Regions from separate parts of the Hordeum vulgare genome. Here regions 1 and 2 are each linked to region 3. The links are chromatin contacts, called in public Hi-C maps. All regions are on one chromosome and are shown on one strand. The core of a region is the stretch at or near the end of the contact, and the rest is flanking DNA. Distances in the headings are between cores, read along the strand shown.

What was found. Hi-C and Micro-C count contacts between places; a contact is called where the count stands out from the background.
Region 1: a Hi-C map of leaf shows a contact between it and region 3, with 5 times the contacts expected there. The contact joins the enhancer-like site here to the promoter of LOC123425709 in region 3. A contact is called at or near these places in 1 of 6 Hi-C or Micro-C datasets (leaf) and 1 of 1 datasets of contacts at active chromatin or transcription factors (embryo).
Region 2: a Hi-C map of leaf shows a contact between it and region 3, with 4 times the contacts expected there. The contact joins the enhancer-like site here to the promoter of LOC123425709 in region 3. A contact is called at or near these places in 2 of 6 Hi-C or Micro-C datasets (leaf and seedling).

What each region holds. Positions count from the first base shown.
Region 1 is chr2H:169,786,044-169,790,762 of MorexV3_pseudomolecules_assembly, reverse strand. No RefSeq gene overlaps it. Among protein-coding and RNA genes, the nearest start is that of LOC123425708, 120 kb to the right of the region's middle. Within about 2 kb of position 3,157, at least 3 of the 3 cell types and tissues checked have open chromatin away from gene starts, as enhancers often do. A contact at or near this core is called in leaf, where this site is marked.
Region 2 is chr2H:169,730,773-169,735,571 of MorexV3_pseudomolecules_assembly, reverse strand. It overlaps the pseudogene LOC123426011. Among protein-coding and RNA genes, the nearest start is that of LOC123425708, 63 kb to the right of the region's middle. Within about 2 kb of position 2,696, at least 1 of the 3 cell types and tissues checked has open chromatin away from gene starts, as enhancers often do. A contact at or near this core is called in leaf, where this site is marked.
Region 3 is chr2H:170,088,150-170,092,825 of MorexV3_pseudomolecules_assembly, reverse strand. It overlaps LOC123425709 (sugar transport protein MST6), which reads right to left and starts at 2,182. Exons shown (of 3, transcript XM_045109421.1): 1 at 1,830-2,182; 2 at 1,059-1,387; 3 at 1-818. The coding sequence starts at 1,962.

The DNA of each region.
Region 1 (4,719 bases), core at 1,908-4,407, 300 kb after region 3:
TGCTTCTATTATGAGAGGAATGGTCACTGAAGCGGAACTACCCTAGTTACTTGGTAGATGAGAAGGTTGGCAAAGTCGACAAAAGTATATTGGATATACATATTTTTGATGGGTACCTTACTAGTACTCCTAGTAGCACCGGGGTATTAGATACCAGTTCAGGTTGCTAAGTGTTAGTAACTTGAAATAAAAGTTGCGGAATAAACGGATCCTAGCTAAAGGCGAGGTGACGATGTGTTGGAAGTGTTTCCAAGGTTGATGTGATCAACATCGCACGCTCCCTCTACCATCGGGATTAGTGTTGAACCTAAATAAATGTTATTTGGTGTTTGCGTTAAGCATGAACATGATTGGATCGTGTTTATTGCAATACGGTTATTCATTTAAGTTAGAGAATAAAATGTTGTTCTGTTTACATGAATAATACCTTCAATGGTCATGCACCAATGTGAATGGTTCATTGAATCTCGATCATATAAATACACATGTTCATGATATTGATGCCAAAAGATGCAAAGTAGTAATGATAGTACCACTTACTTGTGGCACTATGTAATGCCCAAGATGCGGCTCTATCCTTATTTTGGCGTGAGGGCCTCGACAGGGATAGAAACGCATATCGTCTTTTCGCAAGAATGGATATCGTTCCAAGTACATGCACTGAAAAGATGAGTAAATATGGAATTGGCTTACACTAGCCACAAGCTACATCACAGTCACATCAGTATATTTCATACAATCATCATGAAGAAGAGCAGGGTCCGTCTACCCACGAAAACAAACAATAAAAGAATGACGTCCATCCTTGTTATCCTAGGTTGCCGGCCTGGAACCCATCCTAGATCGATGAAGAAGAAGAAGAAACTCCAAATGAACAATCACCGCGCTCGCGTCATAATATCACCTTACATGTACCTGCAACTGGTGTTGTAGTAATCTGTGAGCCACAGAGGACTCAGCAATCTCATTTCCAAAGGTATCAAGACTAGGCAAGCTTAATGGGTGAGGAATGGTTAATTGGTGAGGCTACAACAAGTGGCTAAGAATTTAATTGAGGTGGCTAACTTACGAGTACCAGAATAAAAGGGAGATGATCTACGCATACCGGACGTGAACTACTGGTGATCAAATGAATGATCTAGAACACCTACTTACGTCAGAGATAACCCCACCGTGTCCTCGATCGGAGAAGGAGCTCACGAAAGAGACAGTCATGGTTATGCACGTAGTTGGCAAGTTTTAATTAAGTTAACTTCAAGTTATCTAGAACCGGATGTTAAACGAAGTTTCCATGTTGCCACATAACCGCGGGCACGGTTTTCCGAAAGATTTAACCCTGCAGGGGTGCTCCAACTAGTCCATCATAAATTACCACAAGCCGCATAGAAAGCCTCGATCATGAAACTTGTAACTTCGTCGGATTACTTAGTGGAAAACCTCAACTGTGGCAAATCCCAAAGCATCACCGGAATCACGATGCACAAGATATTTCGTCAAAGGTAAAACTAATCTAGCAAGGCCACCCGACGTGTCGACGATCCCGATAGGAGCCGCGTATCTAGTTCTCAGGACACGATGGATAAGCGACGCGTATGGTGGCCTGATAGAAATCACCCAAGTTGCCCTGGGTTGGCCCCGCATAGTGCTCTAGGTTGGACCAACACACATGAGGAGCACTGGCCCGGGGGTTGATTAATTTTCCTCGGGTTAATTACTCCCTATGTGGTTCATTAGTTATTAGGAAAATGTAGTACCAAAGTTGGGCATTGCTAGACCAGTCTTAATCTAAAACGATTTATCAAGGGGGTCCCCATAACAACCCTAATCGTGTTAGAAGCGCTCAATTATGGAACATAACACCGGTAGCCGAAACTAAGGCGACAAAGGTGGAACAAAACACCAGGCTAGAAAGCCGAGCCTTCCACCTTTAACCAAGTATATAGGTCAATTAAATTAAATAGCAATTAATAAGGTGATAAGACAAGGAACCCATGTTATCACATGGAAACAACTGCACCTACAACTAGCAACGTAACATATGGTTAAACAAGCAGTAACATACCTAATCAGTGGTTTGCTAGGTTGTGAACAGGTTGAAGGTTTCATGGCAATGTTGAGAGGCTTACATTTAACAGGTGGTAGGCAACAAGACATATTGAAAGAAACGACAACTAGCATGGCAATGATAGTAATGGTATCTAGGGAAATGATCATCTTGCCTGAGATCCCGCTTGGAAGAAGAACGAATCCGTGAAGCAGACGAACCGACGTAGTCGAACGGGTCCTCACATTCCGACTTGCTTGCGGAACTCTATCAAGGAGAAACAATCCGGAACAACAAGAATCAACACACGATATACACCACAGCACAAGCACAACATGATGCACTACCTAATATGATGCATGGATGCTCAACCCCTAATTATGCACTTAAACCAACCTACATAGGTAAAAAAGTGCCACCTCATCACAAAGTGACACTTGTGGAGAACTGCTCAAATCTGGAATCCAATGCCACCATTGGATTCCTTGGGTTCTGCTACCCCAAATCCATATATTACACTGCTATATAGGCATGCAAAAAAACGCCACAAACAACAAAAGAAATGCTACACAAGATTTAAACTAACTCTGCCAAGAACAGGAGCTGTCCTTGCCCTGCCATATCTAGTATAAACCATATTAGGCAATTCCCACTTCTGGAATTAATCCACAAAAGGTAATATAACAGCCACAAATAAGAAGAGAAATGCACATAGGTCTAATACATCTATAAGCCAAAACTTTCTAATTTGTCATAGGCCAAATTTGGCTATATCCCTATTTGAACTATATCTAAAATGGAAAACAACTCAAAACACACACACAAAAATAAGGCATGGGACCCACTGGTCATTGCACCAGGGCCCCTAGTGGGTGTTTGCAAGTGGGCCATGCCCCACAACACACACACACACAACCCCACACACACAGCTGCACACACATGGCACATGGGATCCCACACATGGCCACATGGGATCCCCTGCAGTCACACACACACACAGACCACACAAAAGAAAAAGAAATGGCCCTGCACTCACACACACACACACAGACCACACAAAAAAAAAGGTGCAGGTGGGGGGTCGAACCCTGCACCTCACGCACACACTCACGGCACCACACCACTACGCTACAACCTCGAATCTGATCACAGAGGGGGGCTATCCAACTAAGATAGCCCCACTGCTACTCGCAACAGGTAGGAAAAATGAAATAAAAAGGGGGGCACCGGCGGGATTCAAAGCCACGACCACGGGGTCGAGACGCAGCGCTGGAACCACTGGGCTAGTAGGGGGATCTGAACAGAGAGGGGGTCTTGCTTGTTTTGAGCACGCCCCTTTGCGGTGCACTGCAAGTCCGCCGACCGAAACAGAGGCGATCGCCGGCGAGCACACGGGCCACCAACGGCGGGGATGGCCTCCGGTGGGGGTTGCGGGGTCCTAGGGGGTTCCATTCCCGGGGCTAACGCGGCGGAAGGGGAACCTGCTGGTGGCGCTAGAAGCTTGGTGCTTCCGGCCATGGCAGAGCACTCCAGAGGCGATGACTACGCGATGGAGAGGGATAGAGCACGCGGGAGGGGAAGAGGACGAAGCTGCCTCACCCACTGGCACGTAGGGGAGGCGACCGGGCGCGGGAGGGGAAGAACAGGGCGATAAGGCTCCATGGCGGAGCTGTTGCAGCGAGGCTTCCGCGTCGGCGAACGACAACGGGGCCGACGCCACGGAGGGGGCTTAGCCTCTCCTAGCACGGGAACGGGACGAGGATGGTGCCAGCTCCCTCGTGGGCGCCTCGGACGCTGCGGAGAGGCTGACAGCGATGAAGGAGAAGGCGGGGACGACGCGATGCTCCCCTGCTCTCTGAAACCTGAACCCTCTCTGAAACTTACCGTGGGGAGGAAGAGGAAGGAGGGGAGAGGGAGATGGCGGCGGCTGGAGGGGAGCGCGGAACCCTAGGCATGCCAAAGGGGCTTGCGACGGGAGACGGACCTCGACATCCGTCGGGTGTCACGGCGGCACCTCGCTCTCACACATCTCCGCTGCCTGACGAAAAGGGGGGAAGAAGAAAACGGTGTCACAGAAAGGAGAGGGAGGTGGGCTCGCGAGAGATAAAGGAGATGGGCTAGGAAGCCCACTCTGCTCTCTCATCTCTCTCTAAAACAAACACAATCTAACTTTCTAAATAAAACCAAATAAGATTTTGAAATAAAAACCAGGGTGGCAAAATAGAAAAAACAATAAAACTAAAAATGAAACTATTCTTCTAAAATGTTCCTCCTATTTATAAAAACAGATGGGACATTTTAGGGTAAATAAAAATAATTTTTTTTATTTGAAATTGGGTCTTTTTTAAAATAAGAACAAAGGAAAAATAAATTCAAATAGGTGAGTGTTGCCACCCACAAATATTTGAAAGGATTTTCAAAGGAGATGAACATTTTTAGTGGGCCAAAAAGAAACTTTAAAACAACCACAATAAATTGAAAAGAGAGGGAAGGGTTTTATGGTCATGGTGCAACAAGGGTTTTAAAGTGGCTCTTGTTGCACCCACTCTCATCACACAATCAACACAATGCCACACTAACAAGGCACTCACACTTTCAATCACCAAAGGTGCAACACAAGACAACAAGACAAGACAAAGGGTGATGCCATGCATGATATCTAATGCACATGGAAT
Region 2 (4,799 bases), core at 1,447-3,946, 360 kb after region 3:
ATCACATTCATAAGTATAAACAAGTTCAGGAAAACTGAATCTCAATAGTTGTGGAATAGTGTGCATCAACATATAAACAAGTTCTGCACAAGGAATTAAGATTGACGACTGCTAAAGTGCATTGTTCAAGACAAAAATTCATTTTGCTAGCACCAAGACTTGATTGTCCACAGCAATGCGAGAGAGTATCCTTTTCTCTTCTTCTCTTCTCCAGCGTCAAAGGGACGCCAGTTGAGAACTCTCTCTAGTATTCTTCTTCCTACTCATGCATGCCCATTGTTAGAGAACTCCCTCTAGTATTCTTCTTCCTACTCATGCATGCCCATTGTTAGAGTCCAGGCCCATGTGGCAAGTGAATGGCATCACGATCCCTGAATTGCCGCACGCCTGGATCCCTTGTACCATCCTGTCCTTGTCATTCCCACAGACAAACTTGCGACCCTTTGGGTGCAAAATGCCTAGGTGACCAGGACAGAATGCGCAGGTCTTCCAGTACCGTCCAAGAGGCTCTTCTACAACCATGCATCAATCATATCAGGCCAACCAGCTAACAGGAAAGAAAGAATTAAGTTCATATACAAGCATGGATACAGAATTCTCCTTGGACTGGTGGTGACAAGCATGGATGGTGCATGTTTCAACGATGGGAATAGGGTGCCAGCTATTGCTGCTGGGCTTCTCAGCTCCTTGGACTGGTGGTGACAGCAGCGAGAAGACGGAGCTGGTGACGGGTGGCTTCTCAGCTCCTGGGACTGGCGGTGGCAGGTCCAAGCAGACAGAGCTTCTGCTGCTGGGTGGCTTCTCATCTCCTCGGACTGGTGGTGGCAGGTCCGAGCAGACAGTGCTGCTGCTGCTGCTGGGTGGCTTCTCCTGGGACTGGTGGTGGCAGGTCCCAGTAAACAGAGCTGCTGCTAGTGCTGCTGGGTGGCTTCTCAGCTCCTTGAACCGGTGGTGGCTGGTGAGAGCGCTGAACGCTGTCTTGTAATGCACCTCAGCAAAGAAGCGCTTGATCTTTTTGGTCTTGCGGCAGCAAGCCCAGAAGTTGAGGTGATACCACACCTGGCCCCTGGAAAACGCTCCGGCAACCATCAGAGGCTTCACAGCATCAAACTATTTACCCTGCAGGCAGGCAGGCAGGCAGAGATTGGTCATTCCTGTCATGCCATGCAGCTCGAGGCAGCAGGAACCAATTGCGATGAAATTGTCAAGGACTCCAACATGAATTCCAACTTGAATGAAGTGAACTGGACATGCATACCGGGTGTCTGGCATTGTAATTGTGGAGAGCGTAGCGGACATGGTGAATCATCATGAAGTCACGCTCCCTGCATCCAACGCAATTGGAGAAGTTTGAATGTTTGATTGATTAATTATTTGTTCAACTCGTGTATGAAAAAAAAATACAAGGCTCCATCAGTTCACTAACTGCAGTTATACTCATACAAGCTGGCGTTACAACATAGACACAGGCCAACAAAGCAGAGTTAATATGAACAGTTTCCATGCTGAAGAGACAGCAGTTCTTCATTTGAAACCCAAAGCTACTTCATCAAAACGGGATGGCACTTTGTTTGGGTCGCAACTCTCAAAGGAAAACTTTCTTTCGATTCATAAATTAGAATTAGAACTATGCTATGTGCCAACTGGATTATTGTGTGTAATCAAACTTAATTGTAGTCTTTAACACACAATACAGCATAAGATCTTTTAAGTTAATTAGTGCTTTCTTCTAGGTCTAGTAGCAATCTGCGGCTTTGTTGATTCTAGATTTTACAGGGCTGATTCCTAAAGCACCAAAGCAAGCTAGGAACCGCAGTGCAGGAAAGTTTGATGTATTCCCAATTTCTTAACAGCATGCAACAGTTAATCTATACCTATTTCTTGCTAATCATTTTTAATTTGGTGGAGTTGCTACAGAAATATAACACTAGAGCCCGGGGGGATACGCGGCAGCTCGCGCAAATAGTTGTGCAGAGTCGTGGGAGCAGGTCCTCCAACGCCGGTGCCGTCCACGGCTCCCATCCAATCGGCAAATCATGTGCCATTGACGGTGGTCGGTGGTCTGTGGAAGGAAGAGATATGGGAACGGAACTACTTAGCTGAAATTTGGCAGTAAAATCGGCATGGGTAATATCACCTCTAATCTAATCCAAACTAAGATCCAAAACAAACACTAATGAGCAGTAGGAATAAATGAAGGTTACCGCGGCTTAGGAGTGTGGTGGCAGCGGGGCGATCCGGCCAGACAGTGTGCGATCCGGCGTTGAGGCCGGCGAGAATCGCCTGCGTGGGCGGGGCGGCGGCGGCAGGGGAGGGGTCAGGGGCGGCGGAGGTGGGGGCGGGTTGGCTACCAACTCAGCCCTGGAGTAGATAGATTTCGCTTACCATTGCGATGGTCTTATTAACTGCCGATCGCACAGCAATTCATGAACAAAGAGGTCCAAATCCGGCACCTCGTCTTTGTTACAGCAGCCGTCGGACACCAAACAAACACATCTCAAACATTAGGAGACCAACTCGACTTTCACGTCGAAATCATCCGATAAACATCGAGAGTGGTTGTAGATCCACATCAGAATCATCTGATACGTGACTTTCGTCGAGTCCTGTCGATTCACGGGGGATGACCGGTGCATGGATGTGGAGCTCCTTTTCTGGGCCACCCACGAGGCCGAGTCGTCCGATCCGGTGCAAGCGGCACGGTGGGCGTTCTACCTGATGGCAATCCCTCATGTTTCAACATCCGTCCGTCGCGGGTGGACGCCCTTACCAGGATCCTGCCGGAAATGCTACCGTCGGGGGTGCTTCCCCCGCGCCAACTTCTGATCCCGCCCTGTTTCGTCAACGTCGGCGGGCTCTCCTTGGCCTGATGATGGAGGCATGGATCCTATTCGTCTTCTCCCCTCTTTTAAGACTAGATTGCTTGCGTTCCGTGCTAGATGCGGTAGAGATTCTTGGAATTTTGCTATAAAAAAATTGGTGGTGAAAATTTGAGGGGTTCCTCTCAGCAATTTGTTAATCCCGCCGAGGTGAATGCCGTTTCTACGGTTGTGGATCCAATTCATCCTTTTGCTGGGTCGTCAGAAGGCTTGATTGGTGGGGATCATTTGCCGACGGTGGTGGTCGTCGGTGGGGATGTTACATTGGTGAGGGGTGAGATTTCTCCACTTCTTTCCAACTTACAAAGGGGACCCACTTTTCATGCCCGCTCCTTGGTAAGAAAGCGGGTTGTAGGAATGCGCGTTCTCCCGTGGAAGGCCTAGAAGTAGAGGAACACTTCAGCCAGCTCTGGCTCGTTCCCTCTCCCCTCCGTCGTTGTCGTCCACTTCCTCCATCCGAAACTAAGGGTGTTGGGCACTCCTCTGAGATGCTTTTCTGGATCCGTAAGGATCTTGTAAATTCCGCCTCGTTCACTGATGTTGATTGCCACCCTGTTGTTCGCCGCCCCTCTGATCCACCCCCTAAATTTATCAATCTGGTGCGTGAAGGTATAGGCCCTAGTTCTTCCTTGTTTGTGGATATTGTCAAAAAGGGTGCTTAGATGGCGGATTGCCGTGGTGGAAGCTCTGGCCCTGGGGCGACTCGTCCTGCTAAGGCTGTCGCGCAGAAGGTCAACTCTGCTGGTGCGAGCAAGACAGTCTCGGTGGCTGCCAAGGAGTCTGTCCCTGCTCCAAGGCCCGCCAAATCTACTGCTTCCACTGCCACTCCGTCTCAAGTCCAATCCTCACAGGCTCAGGAGGTGGAGTTGGAGCAGCCGCTTGATCCCAGGTACAAGGACATGATATGCTTTAACTCTGGGGTCCTCGTCACTATGTTGGTAATTGTGTCAAGCCGAAATTGTGTTTTCTCTATCAGTAGAATCATAATGTTAACAACTATGTTGCCTTGACCAAGATCCAATCAACTGCTTCCTTTTTGGGTAGTGGAGCAAGAGGGCTTGGTTTTTACCATGTAGATGTGCATGTTGCTAATGAATCTAACTCGCTTAATTTCCATAATTGTGATGTGGTGAATATTACCAAGGGGGATGTGGACAAGGATCTGCTACTAAGTCTTTTGACTGATACTTTGTGTAAGTCAAAGCAATGGCCATGGCAGATCAGGGAGATATCCCACAAAACCTTCCTGGTTAGATTTCCACCTTGAAAGAAAGTTGAGGATCTGATTGAGTTACTAGGTTTCTGCCTCCCTCAAGATGTTGTTGTTAAGATGACTAAATGGAAAGGTGCTTGTGATCCTTCTAGAGAATTAGTGGAAGCTTGGGTCTTGATTGAAGGTATCCCACCTAAATGGTGTACCTCGAAAGTTTTTGCCCAGGTGGCTTCTATGTTTGGGTTCTTAACAGATGTTGATTGGAATGGAGTGTTTAGGACCTTCTTTGAGAATGTGACGGTCAAAATTGCTTGCAGGGACACGACATGAATTCCTTTTGAAAGGTTGATTGAAATGAAGAAAAAGTTGTTCCTGATGGGGTTTACTGTTGAAGGGTTTGAATAGGTGGGTGGTGTGGACTCTGTTATTGATATTGTTTCTGAAGATGAAGATGTGAATGCAGGAGGTGCTGAGGAAGATCTTGGGGATGATAAGGAGGAAGAATCCAAGGATGAGATGCAGGATGATCTTGTGGATGATGAGATTGCCATTGATGAACTTGACAAGTCTAATATCCCTGGCCAGAGGAATTGTGGCTCTGCTGGTAAATCCAAAACTTTTGTTTTTGGACCTCCCTCACATGTTGACCATGAAAGCTTTATCATGGAGGTTGCTACTGCTAGGGGTTTCTCCGAGCAGAAACTTGG
Region 3 (4,676 bases), core at 933-3,432:
TGCCCCGCCGACCTGATCTCCAGCGGGAAGATCTCGCTGGGGACGAGCCACCCGAGCGGGCCCCAGGACCATGCGAACCCGGCCACGTACGCGCAGATGAAGAACACCACGAACGCCGCGTACCCCCTGGGGATGTCCGCCACGCCGGTGAACCCGAACTTGGCGCCGATCAGGCTGCCGACCACGATCTGGCAGGCCAGCATCTGGGTGCCGCCCTGCAGGAAGAGCTTGCGGCGGCCCAGGCGGTCCACGGTCACGATGGACACGAAGGTGGCGAAGACGTTGACGAGGCCGGTGATGACGGCGGACATGAGGGACGCGTCGTCGGCGAACCCGAGCGTCTTGAAGAGCACGGGCGCGTAGAACATGATGACGTTGATGCCGGTGAGCTGCTGGAAGAAGGGGATGGCGATCGCGAAGGTGAGCTGCGGCCGGTAGCGGCGCTGGAGGATGTTGCGCCACGGGTGGCTCACGAGCTTGGACTCATCGCTGGCGGCCACCAGGTCGCTGTACTCCTCCTCGACGTCGTCCGTGCCGCGCACGCGCCGGAGCATCTTCTTGGCATCGTCGGTGTAGCCGCGGTCGATGAGGGAGTTGGGGGTGTCGGGGAGGAAGAGCGCGCCGATGGCGATGATTCCGGCCGGTACCGCGGCCAGGGCGAGGCTCACGCGCCAGCCCCACCCGCCCTTGATCTTGGACGTCCCGTAGTTGATCAGGTTCGCGCACAGGATGCCGATCGTGACCATCAGCTGGAACCCAATGTTGAGCATCCCCCTCAGCCTCGCCGGCGCCATCTCCGACAGGTACACCGGCACCGACTGTCCAATGCAAGCAGTAAAAAACATCATCAGCCAAACTGTAAATACAAGTAACTTCAAGTTCAAGCAAGGTCTGAAATTTTTGCAGTTTTCCTCAAGCTATAGTACGTAGAAGAGAGTCAATGACAGAAGAAAAATGGAGCGTCAAAGAAACGTCACAAACAAAGTCAAAGAAACAGTGACGACCCAGGTCATCAATTCGTCGTAGTATGTATCTATGAATCAGCAGCAGAAGCATACCTGGTTGGCGAAGCCGACCCCGATGCCGAGCAGGACGCGTCCGAGGATGAGCATGAGGACGTTCTTGGCGGCGCCGTTGAGCGCGGCGCCGACGAGGAAGGTGACCCCGCCGGCGAACATGGACCACTTGCGGCCGGCGACGCGGCTGACGGTGGCGGCGAAGAAGGAAGCGACGAGCGCGGCGAGGTAGAGCGAGGAGGTGAACATGGTGAGCAGCTGGCTGTCGAACTTGCAGTACTGGTTGCTCTGGTTCCGCTCTGCCTCCTGCTCCTTGTGGTACACGCCCGGAAAGAACTTCATCAGGAAGGGGTTCATCGAGGTCACGCCACCTGGTGGTAGCCATTAGAAAGAATTAATTAGTTTCCTTTGTCGATGATTTCGCTTTAAAGTTTCTGCATGCACATCTCCGAGGACGAGGATGATGATGATGCGCGTGAGAGAAATACTAGGAGAATATTAGAGCTTGCCTATCGGAAAGAATGCGAGGTGAGAGATACATGAAAAGATTCATGGCGGCTTGGCAAGAACCCGGTGGGTAGTGGGATAAATAAATGGAATGGAATATCACGGATTTGTTTCCATGTGCATAAACAATGCCGAAAATTATGCATGTTGGTAGGTGGACGGTGGAACACAGCATGCCGGATGCAAACAAAATTTCCATGATGAAATGAAACGATGGATGCAAACAAAATTTAGCACGTCGAGCGCCACTTCTCTGTAATCATGATGAAAATTACTACGAAAATAGAGCGGTGGACATGGACGTACCGGAGATGCCTATGTCATATCCGAAGATGAGGCCGCCGGTGGCGGCGACGATGCAGGCGAAGAGCACGAACATGGTGAGCTTGCCGGGGTAGTCCTTCCCCCCTCCGGTGTTCACAACCGCGCCGCCGGCCATCGTGACCGCCGCCCAACAGCACCGGAGTGGATCGGCACGAAAGCGAAAAACAGAAGACCAAGGCGACACTAACAACAACTCAAGACGGACTCAATGCCTCTAGAGATTCACAGGCTCTTGAAGAAGAGTTGTGTGTGGCGCACAGGTTTAGGCTGCAGAAAGAGAAGCAGGTGGAGGCACGACGAGAGAACGTGGAGGAGGAAGATGAGAGAGGGAGGATGAAATGGAGGCGGAGCGAGCATCAATTTATAGGCTGGAGAAGGGTGTGGCTCCATCGGAGAGGTGGGCAAGTCCGAGGGTTGGACTGCAAAAAGCTCGGCCCAACGTGACGTTAGCTTTTCTTTCCCTTTTTTCAGATTTTGTATAACGAGTAATTGCGGTTGTGGATATACACCTCAATCCAGCTGCCCGATTTCCTGGAAAGAGATACCGCCATGAATGCGCCGCAGCTGTGAACGTTGCTCCGTTTCAGTGTGAGTGAGCTCGTGGATCGCCGTCCGTCTGCGACGCGTGTCTCACCCACACGCGCCAGGATCTAGGGGAACTGATTAACGGCTGTCGGTGTTATCCGTTCCGTTCCGTTGTTGCAGAAAGTAGTAATTGAGCGGGCAGGCGGTGACAATTACTAGCATCGGAGGTTCGCCAGCGATACGCCACGAACTGGGATCGTTATCTGCTGATGACTCGGCCATGAATCAGACGCACCACACCGGTTTCTGATGCTGAATCCGCACCTTCCTGGTCAGGGTTTTTTCGGAGTGTGAACATCCATGTGTATAAATTATGTCAATGCCTCTGGAAGGACGACGTTGCTCAACGTGCACGTTCGTCAGAACTAGCATGACCGCTTTGCTTCAGGTATATGCTTCCATTATACAGGCGTTTAAAGATCGATCACGATGCACGAACTCTGCAAGTCTGTGGGTGCTTTGCGTACGTTGGATCGCGGGGATGATCTGTCCAAGATGTCTGTGGCGCCGTGATTTACTAGTGCGCCGGGGTCAACGGAAGCCCGCGAGCGGAGCGGAGGCGCTGGCGCGCGGCCGGAACACCGCACCGGTCAAATTGATGATGCGCCGTCGCACGCACCGTCTGTATTGGCAGCGCAGCGGGACGTCGACGTCGCCGGGATCGCCGAGCGATCGCGCGCGCGGCGTGCGTAGGAAGGACATGCCACTTTCTGTAGCAGGGATAGGGACAAACACCAGCCAGCTACTTGTAGACGAGATGCGTGAGCTAGCCCGCGATCCATTGTCAAAATTGGCAATAGCCAGCGCTCAAGATAGCAAGTTTACAAATCAATTATCAATGCATGCGCACTCATCGACTACTCCTAGTTTTGCTCAGCGGACCAGCATCAAGGACAACTCCAACGCATAACCCAAACAAATGTCCGTTTCATCCAGATTTACTTAGTTTCCGGATGGTAATGAGATCGTGTTCGACTGAATTTGGGTTTTCACCGACCAGTCGCCCGGCATGGGGCCGCATCTTTTGCCCCATCTTGCCTGTCAAAGACCCAATACAATAATCAAGCATATCAAAAGTAGTTCAAATCAAACATAGCAAATAGTTTAATGTTCGAAATAGTCTTCTATTACAATTTAATAAAAATAAAAATATATCAAATAGTCTTATAAAATCACTTAAAGTTTGTGCACACGAAGAGAGATTAAACCCATAGGTCTATTGATTGCCAATGTGATCTCACATGTGCTCAATTAAGTCATCTTGCAGCTGCGTATGAATGTTTCGATCATGCATGTTACGATAAAATTGGATAAATTGTCCAAAGGTTGCAGGAGGTGGGTGCTCAGGCTCAACATTCTCATCCTGAAAATCAAACTCTTGGTCGTAGATGCTGCCACCACGTCCATCCTCGACGATTATTTTGCGCATGATCACACAAGCAGACATAACCTTTTCAAAGCTTTTGACTGCTCGATGTCGATGCAGGGTTTTGAAAGAAACCCCATCAAGACTGAAGCACCAAATGCACGCTGCACATCTTTTCTAACACTTTTCTGCATTTTGGCAAACCTTTGTCTCTTCTCTTCTTGCGGATTAGGTATGGTCTTTACAAGAGTGGACCAGTGAGGATAGATACCATGAGCTAGATAATATTACTTGTTGTAATGTTGGCCATTGATTTCAAAGTTGTCCTCCAGACAATGGCCTTCTGCAAGCCTTGCAAACATTGGAGAATGCTTAAGAACGCTAATATCATTGCGAGAACCAGCCATGTCGAAGAAAGAATGTCATATGCACAAATTTTGTGAACCCGCAACTTCAAGTATGACAGTGAGACCTTTCACATGTCCCTTGTACTGTCCATGCCAAGCAAATGGATAGTTCTTTCACTTCTAGTCCAAATAATCGATACTTTCGAGCCTGACCGGAAAGCCCCCTCGACATTGATCGTCAACAACCTCTCTGTATCAGCGACGTTTGGTTCTTTCAGGTATTCAGGACCGAACACATCCACCACGGCCTTGCGGAAACCGTACATTCATTGGAGACACGTGGACTCACTCATAGGAACATAATCATCCACAAGGTCATCAAAAATTACATATGCGATCATGCGAATAGTCGCAGTGCATTTCTGATAAGAAAAGAAGCCAAGCTTGCCAAGGGCATCTTCTTTACATTCAAAATACGGGTCATATGCAACTACTCCTTTTCGAAAACGATTGAAGACTTGTCTCCTCATT